2 separate regions of the Gossypium hirsutum genome follow, and region 1 is linked to region 2. The links are chromatin contacts, called in public Hi-C maps. All regions are on one chromosome and are shown on one strand. The core of a region is the stretch at or near the end of the contact, and the rest is flanking DNA. Distances in the headings are between cores, read along the strand shown.

What was found. A called contact is a pair of places that touch in the nucleus more often than the background predicts.
Region 1: a Hi-C map of leaf shows a contact between it and region 2, with 1.7 times the contacts expected there. The contact joins the promoter of LOC107957383 here to the promoter of LOC107957377 in region 2. A contact is called at or near these places in 12 of 34 Hi-C or Micro-C datasets (anther, hypocotyl, leaf and 2 more).

What each region holds. Positions count from the first base shown.
Region 1 is chrA05:39,328,229-39,333,144 of Gossypium_hirsutum_v2.1, forward strand. LOC107957383 (GATA transcription factor 8) reads left to right here and starts at 1,800. Exons shown (of 5, transcript XM_016892897.2): 1 at 1,800-1,989; 2 at 2,391-2,471; 3 at 2,612-2,869; 4 at 3,369-3,473; 5 at 3,581-4,737. The coding sequence starts at 2,645. The coding sequence ends at 4,270.
Region 2 is chrA05:39,196,276-39,201,011 of Gossypium_hirsutum_v2.1, forward strand. It overlaps LOC107957377 (probable lysine-specific demethylase ELF6), which reads right to left and starts at 2,522. Exons shown (of 7, transcript XM_016892887.2): 1 at 1-2,522. The coding sequence starts at 858. It overlaps LOC107957380 (adenosine kinase 1), which reads right to left. Exons shown (of 6, transcript XM_016892889.2): 6 at 4,327-4,736. The coding sequence ends at 4,669.

The DNA of each region.
Region 1 (4,916 bases), core at 550-3,049, 130 kb after region 2:
CATACGATTTTTAAGTTTTATTATTCAATACAATACTTAGAACTACCCATAGTTTTTCTCTAACATTTAAATAAGAGGATGATGTGCTTCAACGCACTCAGACCCACGTCCTTTTACATTAGCAATAATATCGATACCAACTGAGTTAAGACTCAATCGACATAATTTTCCTTTTCAAATTATGTTCATTTATAATTAAATATATTAGAATTTATATAGAATATATGATATATTAAATATGATTATAACGTAACATTAAAAAGTAAACATGGATATATAATATAATTTTTAGCCTTTGAGCTTGGTAACTGCGTCCACTTTGGTATTTGCATTTTTTTTTTGTTCATTTTGATACCTAAACTTGGCAACAAGATCCATTTTGGTCATTGAACTTGGATTCCGTCAAAATTTGATGATATAACTAATGTTTTTAGAATATGACTGGATTGGTTGATTGAACCGCTTGTACCAAAAATTGACCTGTTTACTTGTCCAAGCAAAGGGGTTAATAAATTGTTCGAAACCAATAAAAAAAATTGGGACAAAAATCAATAGTTAAGCAACTTGAACTAGTTTAATAAAATTTTTATTTTAAAATTTTTTATGAATTTTTAATGAACATTATATGTGACACTCTAAGATTGTACCATGTAATCACTTCAAAATTTATATAAATTTTTTAATTTTCAAGTGATGATGTGTCACATTATTAAATTTTTAAAATTTTCAAGTTTAGGGAGTAAAATGAATTTAATTATCAAATTCAAGTACCAAAATAGATAAAAAAAATATAAGTATCAAAGTGAAACTAATTACCAAATTTAGGGGCTAAAATTTATATTATTCCAATTATTAAATATATAAGTACAGTACCGTAATCTGCTCAGTTATTAGGCCCCTATGTGGAAGCTGACTCAATTGACCATTTTGCCCATGCGATGTTCATTGGTAAACAAAATTGCAAAGTACATGTTAGTCATGGAAATATAGGAAGGTTACCCTGACTTTCCCTTCATCAACTCCATGTGTGTGTGACAACTAATTGCTAATTGAAAAAGACATATTCATATATTACATGATAAATTGACTATCTTTTAAAGAAAAATATATATGAATATTTATAAAGAAATTGAAAATTTGTTGCCATACGACTGTCTAACAATAGCACATCATGTGAGCATCAACTAGTACCAAATTATTTGTTTTTACACATAATTAGTCAAACTCAATAGAGTGTAAGCTATGAATTAATTCAATGATTTTTTTAAACAGTATGTTTAAAATATTAAAATATCTAATTGGTGATTAAGATTGAAATGTGAACAACTAGTGAGTTAACAACTTCAACTCAAAACTTAATTTCAATGGATGCTTCTTTTTTGTCTTAAAAATATATTTTTATCAAAGAATTAAAGAGATATATAAATAAATGTCCCCAACACATTTTAATAATTATAATATATTTGTTGAAAAAAATATAGACAAAACAAAACACCTTTCTCTTCTTGTCTTTAAAGGGAAGAAATGGTATGCTTATAAGTTATCATAGGTTTCATGAGACTGCTATGTTAATAATAATCATAATAAAAAAATGACAATTTATTTTTAAAAAATAATGAATATAGAATGAGCATTGGGTGAAAACTTTCCAACCTAACATGAGTGCATGACTCCAACACCACTCCTTTCATTTCAAATGGCTAAATAAAACCTTGAAAAATTAAAATAATTAAAAAGAAAAAATATGAAGTAAAAAAATAGTGTAAAGGGGGACATGGGGGGCAATAAGGGGGAGACACAAGACTTCAACATCAAGACAACAAGGGGAAAGTAAAGGACAGCTAGCAATGAATTGAAGTGATAACAATTATTATTATCATTATTAATACCCCCTTCTTCAAATCTCTCCTTTTATTTAAGCCTTTCTTTCTTTTCTCTCCCTCTTTCAAAACTTTCCTCCTATTTCCCTTCCCTTCCTTCTTAATCAAGGTATTGTTTCAATGTTCATGTATTTGATATTCAGTTTGAATTTTAATTTCCAAGGATTGGATTTTCGAACTTGTTTGGTGGCTCAGATTTTCAGAATTTTTTGGATGTTTTTGAAAATTGGGTTTTTTTTCTATGGTGGGAAGATAGTTTTGTTGGAATTCTCAGTGAACTTTTCCTGTTTGGTAGCTGAGAAAGTGGAGGAAATGACAAGGAATTGAATTGAATTTGAACCGAATTAGTAAAAGTAGTATGATTTTGTTATTGGTTTCGGTTTTTATTAAACACTGTAAACATTTTGAAGCTTTCTGCTGCTATTTGATTCAATGAATGAATTTCACTGAATTTCAACACTCAAAGCAATTTATATACTGACGAATTCAATTTTGCCAACTTTCTTTCAGGTTTCTCGAGAAAATTCACTTCATTTTCCTGGAAATTATCTCTTAATTCCAGAAAGTTTTGCTCACTGATTAGTAACAAAGGTTTGCTTCAAAATCACTCTGAATTTCTTTTATCCCTCAAATTTCGAAAAAGCAATAATTTAGTAATGGCTACTTTTAACTAAGACATTAAAATTAAAAAAATGAATTAATTTCAGGTTTTTTTTATTGGTTGTTTGCAGATTTGTTTCAATTGTTAGTGCCATATAGTAAACATGATTGGATCAACGGATTTCATTGATGAGATAGATTGCGGCAGCTTCTTCGATGACCTCATCGACTTCCCTAACGGAGATGTCGAAGCCTACGACTCCACCGCCGTCATCAACGCCGCCGCGTTTCCTACTATTTTGACAACTCAGCCCGAGTCATTACCTTTTTCTGACTCGGTTTTTCTCAACAACAGTGCTTCCGAGCTTTCCACTGAACTCTTTGTTCCGGTTAGTGTACTGTAACTACTGTTTTTATTCATCAAATAATAAAAAGCTTTTTTATTTTTATTTTTTTATGTTATATTCATATTCGATTAATTTGTAATTATTTATCAATTAAATTAATATTTAGTTAATTTATAATAACAAATGAATTATATTTTATCTTATTTTTTGCTTATTAAAGTTGATTTTTTTGGGAATTTATATAAATTTAAAAATGGTTATTTATTTATTAATATTGATTGTCGGGTGGAAATGTGGAGTCCACCCAAGACTCGAGACTTTCGCATTATTTAGACTAGTAATTATTGCTTCAATTATGGAAGTCACGTGATTCGCCATGTGCTTCCCTTTACTATGCTTAGGTGAAATTATTTGGTGAAACTATTTTTGAAAAAATTATTATTTTAATTATTACCACATAACATAGTTATAAAATTAAAAGAACTCAAAAATTTAATTCAATGGGTTCGTATAATTATTTTCGGTAATTTTGTTATTGCAGTATGAAGATATTGTTCAATTGGAATGGATGTCAAAATTTGTTGAAGATACTCAGTGTGGAGCAAGCTTGACAAAAAAGAAAGAAGATTCCTCTTCAATCAGTGAGGTAGAACAACGGTCCATGTTTCGTGTTGTGTTCATGTTATGTTCATAGGAAGCATATCAATTTTCAAATGTTCATATATTTATGTTGTTTTGGATAAAAAATTTCAGGGATCCAATAATCAATTCCAGACTTGCAGTCCGGTTTCGGTTCTTGAAAGTAGCAGCTCAAGTTCAGGAGTGAAACCATTGCCGCACAGTCCTGAAACGTCTGCCCCCGGGAAATGCGGACGTCCACGAAGCAAACGTCCTCGTCTGGCCACTTTCAATCATCTTCCAGGAGTTCAGATGACCTCCCCAGCTTCATCTGTCAATGAGAACGACATTCCCCAGCCGTTTGCTGTCCCGAAGGTGCTGTCGGATTCTGAGAACTATGCTGAGTCCCGGCTTCTGATCAAATTACCGAAACAAGTCAATCCAGAACATAAGAAGAAGAAGATCAAGTTATCGGTTTCAGCTGCAGCAGCCATTGCTGATAATAGTCAAAATCCAACTGGACAAGCTGTTACGAAATGTATGCACTGTGAGATAACTAAGACACCTCAATGGAGGGCAGGGCCAATGGGTCCGAAAACCCTTTGCAATGCCTGTGGTGTCCGATACAAGTCTGGCAGGCTCTTCCCCGAGTACCGGCCTGCTGCAAGTCCGACATTTGTTCCGTCAGTACACTCAAATTCTCACAAGAAAGTGCTGGAGATGAGAACCAAAAGTTGTGCACTAGCGCCCACCACAACAATGGTTGCCAACAATTTACCAGAGTTGATTCCAAATAAAAGCAACCCAGCATTGGATTATATATGAGTGTCTTACACTGTATACGACACACAACCAATCATGAGTATGGAAAGTGTTGGAAAAATCGAAGGTAGTATGTCGGATACATACTTTTATCTGATTTACACCCGAGTCCGAGTAGTATAGCTTTGTTATTTTATTATCTCTTCGTTCTTTGTTCTTTTTCTTGTACAGGGTTGAAATGGGGGGAATAGAGCAATAGATGACCAATATGTTTAAATAATAGAGAGAGATTGTTATGAGAAAAATTGGGGGAAAAAGGGTAGAGAAAACAGAAGCTTAAGAGTTAGCAAAGTTGTAGGTTTTGGCAATGGTCAGGTCCTTCGGATGCCATTAGTTATTGGAGTTTATGTTTTTTTTTCATGGGAATTATTAATTTTTGCAGTTAAATTGTAGTGGAAATCAAAATTATGAGACGAGTAAGGAAAATTGAGAAGTTATTTTCAATTGAAAATTTCCAATTTTTACTTCAATTCTACATGTTCCACCATTCAAAATTTCCACTTCAATGCTGATATATGAAAAGGAGACTAAAGCCAGTACAAGACAGACCAAGACTACTGAGTTAGAAGCATATTAACGTGAAAAATTAGCGCTATCTTCCTCGGAAAATTTTATTAGGCCTCGAAACTTCGTCCTAATATCTGCCACC
Region 2 (4,736 bases), core at 1,272-3,771:
TGAAAGCTTCCAACCTGCAGTACCTTCCATATCATTACTAGCATTTCCACTCTTTCTTTTAGAGTGTGAATTTACATCTGATGCAATGGTTGACAATGTAGTAGATGACTTGGGTGTTTCTACACGTGTATCTGGATCACTTTTAACAGAAGTATTGTTAATCTCAACCATTTGTGAATAATTTACAGCATCAATCTCATCTTTCCTGCAATCAGAGTTTTCCCTCCAGTATGACATCCTCTTTCTCCTCCTCCTATGGAAATACCGAAATTGACCCTCTGGTTCCCCGAAACCTGATCCAGGGACATCATTAGCATATTCCACATATATAGACTTCTCCGAAGCCACCTTCCAAAACAACGCCTCAATATGCAACGGTGATACCTCCTTAAGCAGACCTAATAAACTCTTTGCAAAAGTCTTTGACTTGGACTCAAACTGCTCCAACGTATATATCTCCCCACTTTGCCACACTTGTTTCTGAGCACCACATTGTGGACTACTAACCACCCCTTTCATTCTCTTCCCACTCCATCCCAACTCCTGATGCCTAGTCGTAAACACCGCCCTTCTTTCCCGCTCATCACCACCACTATCCCCAAAATTCGAAACAGAACCAATATTCACATCACTTCCTAATTCCGGAGACTTGGACAGTGACCTATTCAAGTTGTTAAAGACATACTTTTTTGATGGTTTAGGCAACGGTGGGATAATCTTACATATGCCATAAGCACCAGCTTCTTTCTCAATCTTTGATATATATGCAATAGGGTCAGCAAACTCGGTATCAGTTGGCCGAAATTCAGGTGCCAATGGCAACCGTTTAAGCCATTTTGGTATTTCCACATTTCCCATTTACAACAAAATTTCTAAACAACAAGGAACAACGTAAACCAATCAAATCATTAACCTTCAACATACATTGCTCGTAGATGTTTGAAAGTAAAAGGCATGAAAATTAACAAAAACCCAACTCTCAAAATCACTAGATTCCATTGTTCTAACACGTTTCCAACATGGGTTTCTCTTGTTTCCTACTTTTCCTTCAATTGAAACTACATAAAACTCCAAAGTTTAGGGAAAAAGTTCGAATCTTTTTGCTTGAAAATACCTATCAAAGAAATCGGAAAAGGAAAAAAAAATTAAAACCTGGTGAACCGCCTGAAGCCGCTTGAAAATCTTGACATTAGTTTTGAAAAAGCGGCAAAGAAGAGAGAGAGAAAGCTAGGTTTTGATCAACCGAAGTGGTGCAAGTTAGCAGGGGAGAGTGGAAAAGGGCTAACGTGCAAGGGGGGATGTTGATGCAAATTGGGTGGACCGTACGATATTTGGTGGTTTGATGAGGTAAGATTGGGGTGTATTATAATAGGCCACTTGCATGAAAAGAAGTATAAAATTTGATGAAAAGAACATCTATGGTGTTAGAAAAGGATTTGGCTCAACTTATGGGACCTCTATTATTCATGGGGTAAATTCCTTACTTAATCACTCAACTTTTAAACTACTTTCATTTTGATCACTCAAAATAAAATTTTTATAATTTGGTCACTGCCATTAGATTTTCTTTTTTTTTGTCATTTTATTCGCCAAACGTTAAATCCTGACTAGGCACATCACATCACCATTTTTTTCCTCATCTTCTTGCTAACCACACCACCCTTCCATGTCCTGCTTCCCACACCAGATTATAACTTTCAAATCCATTCTCCCACCTATTCTTCTAGTCATTTTTCATCAAACCCATGGAAATCTTCGATTGTTTCTTCTTTTCTCAAATTATTTAGTGTTTCCAAATTAAATTTACAGCAAAGAAAGGCAAGTCATCTTACTTACCTACCGACTCTATTAGAAATATGAGAATCCAAAATGAAGGTAGAACGGAACCGAGAACTTCATTGGGATGTAGAGATGCTGCGGCGGAATCCACAGCTCTGAAAATGACATGGCTTCTTATAAAATAAGAAACCATACAATATACAATATACACAGACTTTTGAACTTATATACGGTGAGAATTCTGCAACTCCAAAACAATTAAACAACACATAAAAAAGCAAAAAATCAGAATATGAACAAAGTTAACATTTCTTACTCCAAATGTAACAAAACGAAATCGAATTCCACTTTGCTTTTGCATTCAAACAGACACAAGTAGCATCCATAGATACTCAAAATAGATTGAGCAAATATAATACTTAACCCTTCTATGAGAGATCAGATAAAAAGCTCAGTAGGAAGCACAAATTTAAAGAAAAAGCCGGAGATAGGAAAAATAAGAGGAAAATAAGAAAAGAAGTAAACATGGCAAGCGAAGCAGTAAAGGTCAGAGCTTTCAGCTGCAAGGGAGTTTAGGTGGAGCTGGCAATCGTGTAGCCATGGCATCTTGATTGGTTGGGGTAATCGATGGAATGTGACCTTAGTAAGAAAGCTGACAGTGGTGGGAGAGTGGTGTGAAGGAAGATAAACAAGAAGAATGAAAGAATTCGATTGGCCCAAAAGTTTGAGCTTGGTCAAAGAATGAGATTTGACTAACAAGTGGACTAAGGATTTAAAGCTTGAGGAATTAAAACGATAAATTTTTTTTAATGGCGTTTATCAAATTGCAAAATTTTGTTTAATGATTAAAATGAAATTGCTTTAAAATTGCATCATCAACTAGGTAGTTTATTTTTATTCATATTATTATTATTATTTAATAATTATTATAAATTTTGATCATATCTATTTTTTTACACAATAGTCCTCTATCCCCAACCCATAAATGAGAGAATAATAAGTTTTAACATACTCGGACCCACATCTTCTTTCATTGACAACAATATTCATATTAATTAAGTTAAAACTCAATGGACCCTATTTTTTTTAAAAGGACATATTATGATTACTATTCCAACTCCATATATTCAATTTATACAAACGAGTTTTTTGGTAAAAATATTTTTTTGGTCTCTTTTAATGTTAATATGAAGCAAATTGATCCTTCAAAAAAGAGTTAAAACAATCTAATTATTGCTAATTTTGAAAATGGGAAATTAAGAATAATTAATTACAATAATTAATATTTTTCGTCAATTGTATATAATTTTAATTGATATAATAACAAATTAAACTCTTAATATTTACTTATTTTATCAATTTAGTATTTATTAGAAGTGTCCATAGGTTAGATTAGGCCGAAGCTCGGTTTCAAAATATTTTTCAAGTCCAAATTTTTTTTTGTGCTGGTCCAGCTCTCTCAAAAAGTCCATTTACTATTACAAATAATAAAATATTAAAAATATAATTTTCGGTTGGTATTTTATATATTTGATAGTTAAAATTTAATTTAAAAATATATTTTATTATTTAGATTGAATTTGGGTCGAACCAGCTTAATTGAAGTGTAAGACAGATTATCCAAACCTTAAACAAGTCATTATAGAAAATTTTTAAAAAATGTATAAATTTTTTAAAGAATATAAAAATTTCAAAAGAAATATATTAAATTTTATCTTAAAATATATATAGAAAGAATTAATATGAATTAAATTATTTCAAATTTAAAAAAAAAGTCACTGAAAAGAATTGAAATTTTTGATTTTATATTTATAAAAACATGTAAATTGGATTAGATGTTGTTGTATAATGCGTCAACTGGGTTTGTTGATGTGATTTGGGTTTTTGAAGTTAACCGATTTACATTGGGTTATGACACATTGAAAAGTCAAAATAAATAAATTTATAACCATCTCAGCCAAGTTGTGTACCAAATTACATTTCCATCTACTACTTCTTCCATATTAAAAAGAATTTATTCTACTAAATGCTACAAACTTCAATGCTTTTGAATGTTTGATCTCATCATATAAAATATTTTAATAAAAATTTTAAATTTTAAAATTTCAAAAAAAAATAAAGATATAATGACTTATTTAATCCTATAACTTTACAAAAGTTTATTTAAATTTTTTATCTTTTTTAGCTCTTAAACTTATTTTTTCAAAATAGATAGACAAGTCAATGTCTTTTAATTTTACTGATGTAAGATACACATGAACTATCACATGAATAATACTATTAGTATTTAATTAACTTTTTAAAATTTTTTAAAATTCAAAAACAGTATAAAAATATTTTTAACATTTTTAAATTTTAAAAAATTAATTAAATGATGTCATACCATCGACATGTATGTCAAATTAATAAAGATTAATTTTTCTATCAATTTTAGAGTAATTTAACAAAAAAATATAAGTTGAAGAGTTAAAAAGAGGCAAAAAAGAATTAAATAAAAAAACCAATTTGTAACTGGATATAACATTCCCAGCTCAACAAGCTGATACATAAAAGCGAAAAGACTGATCTTCGCATTCCTTGTAATGAGAATATTGTTCAAACTTTTTCATAACTTGAAAGACAGTACCATCCTACTCATATTCGATGAATATTTTGAAAAAAATCCAAGTGGGAATAAGATAGTTAAGTTCATTTTGAATGATGTTGAACCACTTGTTTGTAAATAACATCACATATCTTCTCAACCAAGTATGGAGTACATAAGACTATGAAAAAGAACAAAGAAGTGTAGACAATGCGGATTGGCATAGTAGGTACGTGTGAATATTGTAAGATAAAATCTGTGGATCACCGGAAAATAAATGGCGGAGCCAACCAGTGCAAGTCTCTTTAATTGAAACTGGGTTTCTCAGGATATGTGCAGCCAGACCTTTGGATGATAACATTTGCTGCATAGC